Linked DNA regions of Mus musculus: region 1 is linked to region 2. Evidence: chromatin contacts called from public Hi-C data. All regions are on one chromosome and are shown on one strand. The core of a region is the stretch at or near the end of the contact, and the rest is flanking DNA. Distances in the headings are between cores, read along the strand shown.

What was found. A called contact is a pair of places that touch in the nucleus more often than the background predicts.
Region 1: a Hi-C map of bone marrow-derived macrophages shows a contact between it and region 2, with 48 read pairs. The contact joins two enhancer-like sites. A contact is called at or near these places in 5 of 484 Hi-C or Micro-C datasets (bone marrow-derived macrophages, colorectal tumor organoids, embryonic fibroblasts and 2 more), 5 of 115 datasets of contacts at active chromatin or transcription factors (embryonic basal ganglia, embryonic stem cells, epiblast stem cells and 2 more) and 4 of 9 other capture datasets (adipose tissue, liver, macrophages and 1 more).

The regions. Positions count from the first base shown.
Region 1 is chr15:86,109,031-86,113,120 of GRCm38.p6, forward strand. All of the region lies in intron 3 of Gramd4 (GRAM domain containing 4), which reads left to right. Among named protein-coding and RNA genes, the nearest start is that of Gm15722, 20 kb to the left of the region's middle. Within about 2 kb of position 1,476, at least 61 of the 459 cell types and tissues checked have an H3K27ac peak or open chromatin away from gene starts, as enhancers often do. A contact at or near this core is called in pancreatic islet, where this site is marked.
Region 2 is chr15:85,907,567-85,911,921 of GRCm38.p6, forward strand. Celsr1 (cadherin, EGF LAG seven-pass G-type receptor 1) reads right to left here. Exons shown (of 35, transcript NM_009886.2): 25 at 29-203. Among named protein-coding and RNA genes, the nearest start is that of Trmu, 30 kb to the left of the region's middle. Within about 2 kb of position 2,680, at least 52 of the 459 cell types and tissues checked have an H3K27ac peak or open chromatin away from gene starts, as enhancers often do. A contact at or near this core is called in pancreatic islet, where this site is marked.

The DNA.
Region 1 (4,090 bases), core at 226-2,725, 200 kb after region 2:
ACTTGAACCTAGATCCTCTGGAGAAATAGCCAGTGCTCTTATCTAGACCCCGACTCATACTGAAGAGCCATGTTGGGCCTGAAAAGCCCTCCATTCTGGGCAGTAGTTCTGTCTGGAATCTCATTTCTTTTTCTTCTTTCTTTTCCTGCCCCCTTCCTTCCTTCCTTCCTTCCTTCCTTCCTTCCTTCCTTCCTTCCTTCCTGTCTGTCTATCTATTTGCACACAAATCTCAGGACACCGCCCTCATCCCATAACTGACTTCCTAAACCCAGAATACCAAGCCCAAGCCGCAGCCTGTCATATTAGAATGCTGAACGTCCAGAACTTGGCCGCCCGCTACCTGATTGTGAGGAGCATTCAGCCTGGTGTTGACAGTTCATCATGCTGTAAATGTCACTTCTGTGCAGAGCAGTGGATAACATGGCGATAAGTGAGCCCTAGGAGAGCACACACAGGCTGTGGGGGGACATGGAGGGGACAGCACCCTTTGAGTGGAGTGGCCAGGGAGGAGCATCACACCGTGCCCTTCCCTAGGGATGAAGGTGAACAGATACCCTGAACTCAGTACACTGGGGAGAGCAAGGCATTGTCTTTTAGAAAGATCCTTAAGGATAACAGGAAGGGAAACTGGCCTGGTAAAAACCTGTTCAGGTGCCCAGTTGTGCAGCCCAGCCTGGCCGGGGACAGCTTTCTTTTCCCCTCCCGGTGGCTTCTGTGTGTGTATGTGCTCTAGCTGGGTGGGGAGAAATTTTATTTAAAGCTTATCATTTGATTCTGCCCCCCTCCCCCTCTGGCTAGGCCTGTTGCATCTTGTGCCAAAGGGATTCCTGCTTGAGAGATCTGCTTTTACAAATTTAAAAATAGCTTTGAAGTTGTTTTCTTTCCCTGTGGGCCGGGAGCCATGGAGGCTGCGCTGCCTGGGCAGACCATGCCTGTGGGCTGAATTATCTCCTCTGCGCCCCCTGAATCATCGTACTGAGGAGGGAGGAATGGGTGTCTTGGGGATCGAGGGTCCATGAATTACCTGCCCTTCACCTTCCAGAACCTTGGAGAAGCTAAAGCCTGGAGCAGGTGGGTGAGCAGGTGGCCTAACTGTACCAGTCTCCCACAGCTTCTGCCATGTGTGTTCTGTGAGGAATCCTTTGCTGTACCAGGTCCCTCTGGCTTCAGGGGCTCCCGCTCTCGAGTTCCTTTTGCCTCTTTGCTTTGGAGCTATCTGGCAGTCTCCAAATGGGGTTTGGGTATAAGGACCAGAATCTCTTTCTTCTTAAGGTGCCCCAAGGTCACTCTCATAGGTGACCTAGTATTCTCAGACCTATGCAGATGTAAGGTATACCTAGACACAGAAATATCCCCCCTGGCTTTCTCTCCACCACATTCATTTTGCTGCCTCAACAGCTCCTTTGTGGGTAGGGAGGGGGTAGACCTTGTCCCTCGGGGACTGTCTTGGCTCCCTCTGGTGCTGCTGTGCACCTGAGTCATCTCACTTATCTTCCTCGTAGTTGGTTTGCTGGTCTGCTTAAATGAATAATAACACAGTGACAACATGGGTGTCGTGTGAGCAGCAGCCTTGAATGGAGCTTCTAAATTGTGATATCGAACTTTTCTTTCGAGGTACACCCTGGAGACTTAGTTTCGGGGACCAACTCATCTTCAGTGGACATCCCCACCCCTCTGGCCTTCTACAGGGGCTCTGTGGCCATCCCTGCTGTGTAACCAGGCCAGCTGAGTGCCTAGAGTCAGTTATGGCTGGCACTGGGCCTTGTAAAAACCCTGGCTTAGGAGCTGTGCCACACCATTAGTGGCATGTGATACATAGCTTCATAGCTCTGCAGTATTGGCTCTGTGGTCTAACGGGCTAGGCTAGGGCTTTTGCCTAAATCCTCACTTGTAACTTAGACACACACAGGCCCCAGATGGCCTCCTCGCTTGACTGAGCCTGTAAGAAACCCCGTGTGGAAACAGGGCTCTGAGCTTGTATCTGTCTCTGTCCTCAGACTGAGGGCACAGGAGAGCAGGTGTCTTTCTGCTGCGCAGCTAAGGCTTGTGTGAGCATATTATAGGATGGCACACCTGTTGCCTCTGGCAATGGACTGTTCATTGGTTCCTTTTTCAAAAAACTACTGGGTTTTGAGGAAGTCTATGTAAGCATTCATTGCTTGGGCTGCCTCAGTGGGTTGATGGGGAGTCCTGCTTCTGTGTTGGGGGACATAATTGGAGGTGATAAGAGAGTGAAGTGGGAGGGGAGAACCCTACCAGCTGAGGTGGGGGTGGGGTCTCTGTACCCAGGAAGGCCAATATGCCCATCAGAGGAGGGCTTCTTGTTTTGTGATGCTCATGGGAGCCGTGAGGCTAGAAAGTCCTCTGTGGGCCTCTGTCTGGGGGAGGGGGCTCCTTTACCTTGTCTGTTATTATTATCTCAGGGGAAAACATGGTAGGTAGAATCTCAATTTCCCCAAGAATGTTTATCCCCTTAATCCCTGGAACCTATGCATGTGACCATTCCTTGGCAGATGTGACAGAGTTGTCAGCCTGAGGTGAGAAGATCCAAGATTATCTATGGGTGCAAAGCAATCTCAAGGAGGAGGCTGGTGGGTCAGATGGAGGAGGCTGGTGGGTCAGATGGAGTTGGGAAGGATGGAGGTAGGTCAGCATGTAGTTATTGTTCTTTGGGAGTCACCAGCCAAGCAAAGCATGTTCCTCTAGATGCTGGAAAGGATGCTGTATACCCAGTCTTCCCACCAGCCTCCAAATAAAACTGGCCCATTAACACATCTATTCTGTCAAGCCCAGAACACCTGTTTGATCTCTGGACCTTTTAAAACCATAAGATAGTGTCTTAGTTAGGGTTTTACTGCTGTGAACAGACACCATGTCCTGGAACTCACTCTGTAGACCAGGCTGGCCTCAAACTCAGAAATCCACCTGCCTCTGCCTCTGCCTCTGCCTCTGCCTCTGCCTCTGCCCTCTGCCCTCTGCCCTCTGCCCCCTGCCTCCTGCCCCCTGCCCCCTACCCCCTGCCCCCTGCCCCCTGCCCCCTGCCTCCCAAGCTCTGGGATTAAAGGCTTGCACCACCAATGCCCAGCTCCAAGGCAACTCTTAAAAAGGACAACATTTAATTGGGGCTGGCTTACAGGTTCAGAGGTTTAGTCTATTATCATCAAGACAGAAGCATGGCAGCATCCAGGCAGGCATGGTGCTGGAGGTGCTGAGAGTTCTACATCTTCATCTAAAGGCTGCTAGCAGAATACTGGCGTCCAGGCAGCTAGGATAAGGGTCTTATAGCCCACACCCACAGTGACACACCTACTCCAACAGGGTCACACTTTCTAATAGTGCCACTCCCTGGACCAAGCATATACAAACCATCACAGATAGTGACTATTGTACTAAGTCAGAATGTAATGTTAGTGGCCACAAGAAGCTAATTTGTAGATATTAAAGGGGCTCCATCATCCTACCTTTCATCCCATGAGAGTCCTTATGGTCTGTTATGGGTGGGTCCAGCATCATCAGCCTCTGTGAACAGTGGGGGTTATATTAGAGACTGAGGTGACCCTCCCCCAAGTCATAGCAGTGACAGGCTTACAGTGTGGGGGATCCAAAGTTCTAGGGCAGAAAGCTGGGACTGCTTACAGGCCACAGTCAGATCTCAAGACAGAGACTCCTGGGATGGAAGGGGGCTGCTGTGGGCCTCTTGACATGACTCCATTCTGTGGGGAAGCTGGGTAAGGATGGCCTTATAGGTGGCCAGCTCAGCGCTTTCTGCTTGGCAGGCAGTCAGCCTTTCCCTCCTGCTCCTGCTCTGAGGGAGGGGCAGGAGAAACCGATGACTAGGGTTTGTATTGCTTTTGTTCTGTGGACGGGGCACTGCACTGCGTCTGACCTAAATGTGTCACCCTGGGATGGAAGCTGGCCCACATTACCGAAACGCACACACTGGGGTTCATCATTTCAGTTGCAAAGAGAGGGCCTTGCGGGGAGCCATTAGCTGGGAGAGAAAGAAGAAAGGCTTAGAAATTCCACTGGTTTTTATATGCCTAGCTCTCTCTGCGCCACCAGGAAAAGGTGCAAAACCTCTGGGGCTCTG
Region 2 (4,355 bases), core at 1,430-3,929:
CTGGCAAAGCTGCGCTGTGTGTCCTTACCTGTGACAATGGCAGGGATGCCCCAGCCCACCACGTGGTAGAACCGCATGGGCCCAGTGTCGATGTTGCGCACTTCTGTCAGCATGCGGTAGACATGCAAGTTCTCCACAAGGGTCCAGGCGAAGGTGCCCATGGAGACGTAGTGCAGGAGGATGGCGACCACTGTGCAGAGAAACTGGGTGGAGAGGAGCAGGCTTAGCAGGCAGCCCGAGGCCCTGGGACTCTGGAAGGGGCAGGCTGGCAAGCACTCGGTAAAACTGCCACAGGGGATCCAAGCCTGGGGTGGGGGGGTGATCCCTCCTCAGGCAGAGGCCAAATCGTAATAGGACTGAAGAGCGACCAAATCAGGCTGTTCTGCAATGGCAGGGTCTCTAGTGTCCCCAAAGGGCAGCAAAGCTCCTCTCTTCTGTCTAATTCAGCAGAAATGGCTGAGCATGACCTGGGGTCACTACCAAGAGTGCGGGTAATTCAGGAACAGGGGATGGGCAAAGCACTAGTTTTTTTTTGTTGTTGTTGTTTTTGTTTTTGTTTTGTTTTTTTTTTTTTGAGAATATTTTTGTGAGCTTGTTCTAATTTTTAAATATTTGATTTTTAATATTTATTATTATATCTAAGTACAGTGTAGCTGTCTTCAGACACGCCAGAAGGGGGCATCAGATCTCATTACGGATGGTTGTGAGCCACCATTTGGTTGCTGGGATTTGATCGCAAGACTTTCGCAAGAACAGTCAGTGCTCTTACCCGCTGAGCCATCTCCAGCCCCAGTTTGTTTTTGTTTGTTTGTTTTTAATGTATGTGTGTTCTGCTGCATGTATACCTGCAGGCCAGGAAGAGGGCATCAGATCCTCTTATAGAGGGTCATGAGCCACCATGTGGTTGCTGGGAATTGAACTCAGGACCTCTGGAAGAACACAGCCAATACTCTTAACTGTTGAGCCATCTCACCAGGCCCTACTTCAAGTTTTTATTTTAAAAACACTATGGAGTGGCATTTGCTCAGGCCAAAAGCTCCCGGGCTGAGACCTCAGCCTATGTTCCCAGAAATGCTAGCCAGTAGGTGCAGCCGGGGTTCTAGGGAGCACTTCTTCCAGGGGCCTCTCTGTCCAGTAGGAACAATGTCTTGATGTTTTCTGCGGGTCCAAGACCACAGAAGGAGGAGACTCTTCTACCCATCTGCCCTTAGCCAGACAGTGCTATGTGTCAGGCCAAAGGCCATGTGCTACAAATGAGAATGCGGCACGTGGGCTGAAGGACAGCACGCATCTCCTTGAGGAATGAGTCAGCAAGGAAGCCAGCTCTGCCTGCTGGTGTACAGAAGACCCAGCAGTGTCAGGAACAAGGTCATGGGAAAAAGGACAAGGGACAAGGGACACTGAGCTCCCAGAGTTTAGCCTAGGGAGGCATTCATATAAACCCAGCCTGAGATGTTCCACAATGAGACTTGAAGATGTAGCCCAAGGGCAGCTGCTCATGGGCCTTTTGGGAGTCAAGGCCTAGACAGAGCTTCCAGGCTAGCCCGCTGGAAGATAACGGTAGGTTTCCCAGCAGGAAGTTAAGCCAGGCAGGGTAGAAAATGAGAGGGGACAGAGAGGAAGGGGAAAACCTGGCCCTGTTCACACTGGCCACCTGGAAAAACCCAGGCCACACCCACAGCTTACCCACACCATTAACCACAGCTGCAACTGACCCCACCCACAACTAGGCAAAAGTCACCCTGGCCACAAGCACAATCTAACCCCACAGCTGGCCACATCCTCACCAAAGTCCACCCTTGACTGGCACACCCATGCATGGGGCCCACACTGGCAGCTGTAGTCCAATGTTCTGCCCTTGACCATAACCCTGTATCTTCCCAGAGGAAAGCACCGCCCCCCCCCCCACCTCACTCCCACAGATTCACAGACATAGGAGGAGAGCCATAAACTCAACCTCATCCTAGATGTGACTATGTTCAAATACCAGGTCACCGCACTCTGAGGAAAGGCAACAGAGCACAGGCTGGAGGGTACCCTGACAGAACCACCTGATGCCAGGTCAGCCTCCAAGGGTCACATGCTCTCCAGAGATAACACCCGGACAGTGCAAGGGACCTATGTGAGCACGCACACTTGTCACCTACACTGCAAAGCTGAAGACAGAAACAGGGCTACAGCTGGGGCATGCTCTCTGCTGGCATCTCAGAATGCCAGCTGTGAGGGGGCAAGCCTGAGCTGGATCCCCCCCCCCATCCCCATACGCCATTTCCGCAGTGGAAAGTGGGGCTGGCTCAGCTGGAGGAGGAGGAGGAGGAGGGTGGGAAGGCTGGCTGGCTGTTGCTTTAAATGATGAACAAATAAACCTCAAACAAAACAAAAAACCGCCATTTGAAAAAGGGCAGGAAATCAACCATAGGATCTGGCGGGGTTGTGTGGACACGCTTCTACACTAAACATACTCGCTTTTCCAGAACAGAACAAACACACACTAAATCATTTCAGCCTGTCAGGCTTCTGGGAGATAAACGGCCTCACCTGGAGATACGAATGGGAGTTTAGATAAAACTCAGAAAACCTGGGCACCGTGCCAAGCCCCTGCCACCACACACTGTCCTCCTGGGGTGCATTTGCCTGCTCTGTGCCCCCCTGGTGCCTGGAAAGCTCTCATGCCAGCAGGGGCCGAGTCAGAAGTGAGCCTTGGCCTCTCAGTGAGCTGCATGCCGTGCTTAGCAGCAGGGAGTGGCTCGAAGCTGTTGACTACTTTTCTCTATCCAGACCTTGAGAAGGCACACCTACAGGACCCCAAAATGAGTCTCAGCTTGCTGAGCCTTCGAACGGGCCTCCCATGTCCACGCCTGGGAGATGAATCCCATATCCATGCCCGCTCTGGGAGGAATAATATCTGGCCTTGGAGGGTGGCAAGGAGGTTTGGTCCTGGTTCATCGGATCCAACCCTGTGCTACTGTGACCCTACAGGAAAGCCACCAGGTTCATCAAGAGGACTGGGTCTAGGATGGCCCAGGAAGCCATGCCTAGGAGGTAGCAGGGTCTGCTCTTTTTTCCTGAGGGGTCTGATCACCCAGGAAGGTCTCTGAGCTGGCTGGGAAACTCCAGCTCTCGTCTTCTTCCCGCTTCTGTCCCAGAGCCTGACTTGGACCTCAAATCTCCATGCCCGGGTAGCTGTGTCCAGCTGCCACCTACTCGTCCCATTACCAGCAGTTGATTCTACCCTCCTCCACCTCACCCCAGCTCTTAAAAATCACCCCAGCCCTTCCCTGCTCCCTGCCCTAGTCCCTGTTCTGGTCCTCAACTACCAAGCCTGTGTTGGAGCACAGAGCTCTGACTGGTTGTCATAGTGCTTCTGGGCACAATACAACCTATACATAGACGTTGGTGCTTTGTGGAGTGACATGCCCAGTCCCCAGGCTACCAATGGATTATTTCACTACCTGCTCCCGTGTCCTTCCTGGACACTCCCCACTGGGTGGCCACAGGTAGTCTCACACAGCCCACTTCCCTGATCCAGCTTGCCACCAGCCAACAGATAGAGGGGTGGGAGGCATTCCTGAATCATGCATGGTCTTCGGTAGGTTGAACGTACAGTTGCGTTTTGACATCTAAGGCTCAAGATGCAGGGATGGCAAACACGTGGGATAAAAAGGATCACGCCCATCATTGCCCCTTCACACCTCTCTAAACAGTACAGCCAGCCCAGCAACCAGTCACACAGTGGCTGGCTCCCGTTGCTATCAAGCAACCCAGGATCACAGCAACATCTGCAGGAGGAAGTGTCGTGTACAGGCGCTCCCTCGTCTGACCCGTCTTCTGGGTTGGTATCCATGGGGCCGAGACAAGTACATAAATGGCAGAAACCACCACTGGGAAACCTGGTGAGGCGGAAGGATCAGCTGACCTGATTGACAGTGCTGTGTAGCATAGGACACTGCCTTAGACCAGTGGCTGCTGCGCATAGCAATGGTGTCTGGGTCACTACATGCACAAGTGAAGGTCTTCTGACCTTGTGTCTCTCTAGGCTGTCAGTCACTTAAGCCACAAGAGTGAAAAAGCACACACACAGAGTGTCCTGTGCAAGTCCAGGGCAGGTAACACACTTAGAATGGGAGGGTCACAGCCTTCACTTCTGGTGGTTAAAAGTCTACACGGGGCAGGAAGAGAAGGCTCAGCGGTTAAAGGCACCGACTACTCTTCCAGAGGTCCTGAGTTCAATTTCCAGCAACCACATAGTGGCTCACAACCATCTGTAATGGGATTCAATGCCCTCTTCTGCTGTGTATGATGGGAGTGACAATGTTCACACTTACATAAAATAAATATTTTTTAAAAAGTCTACA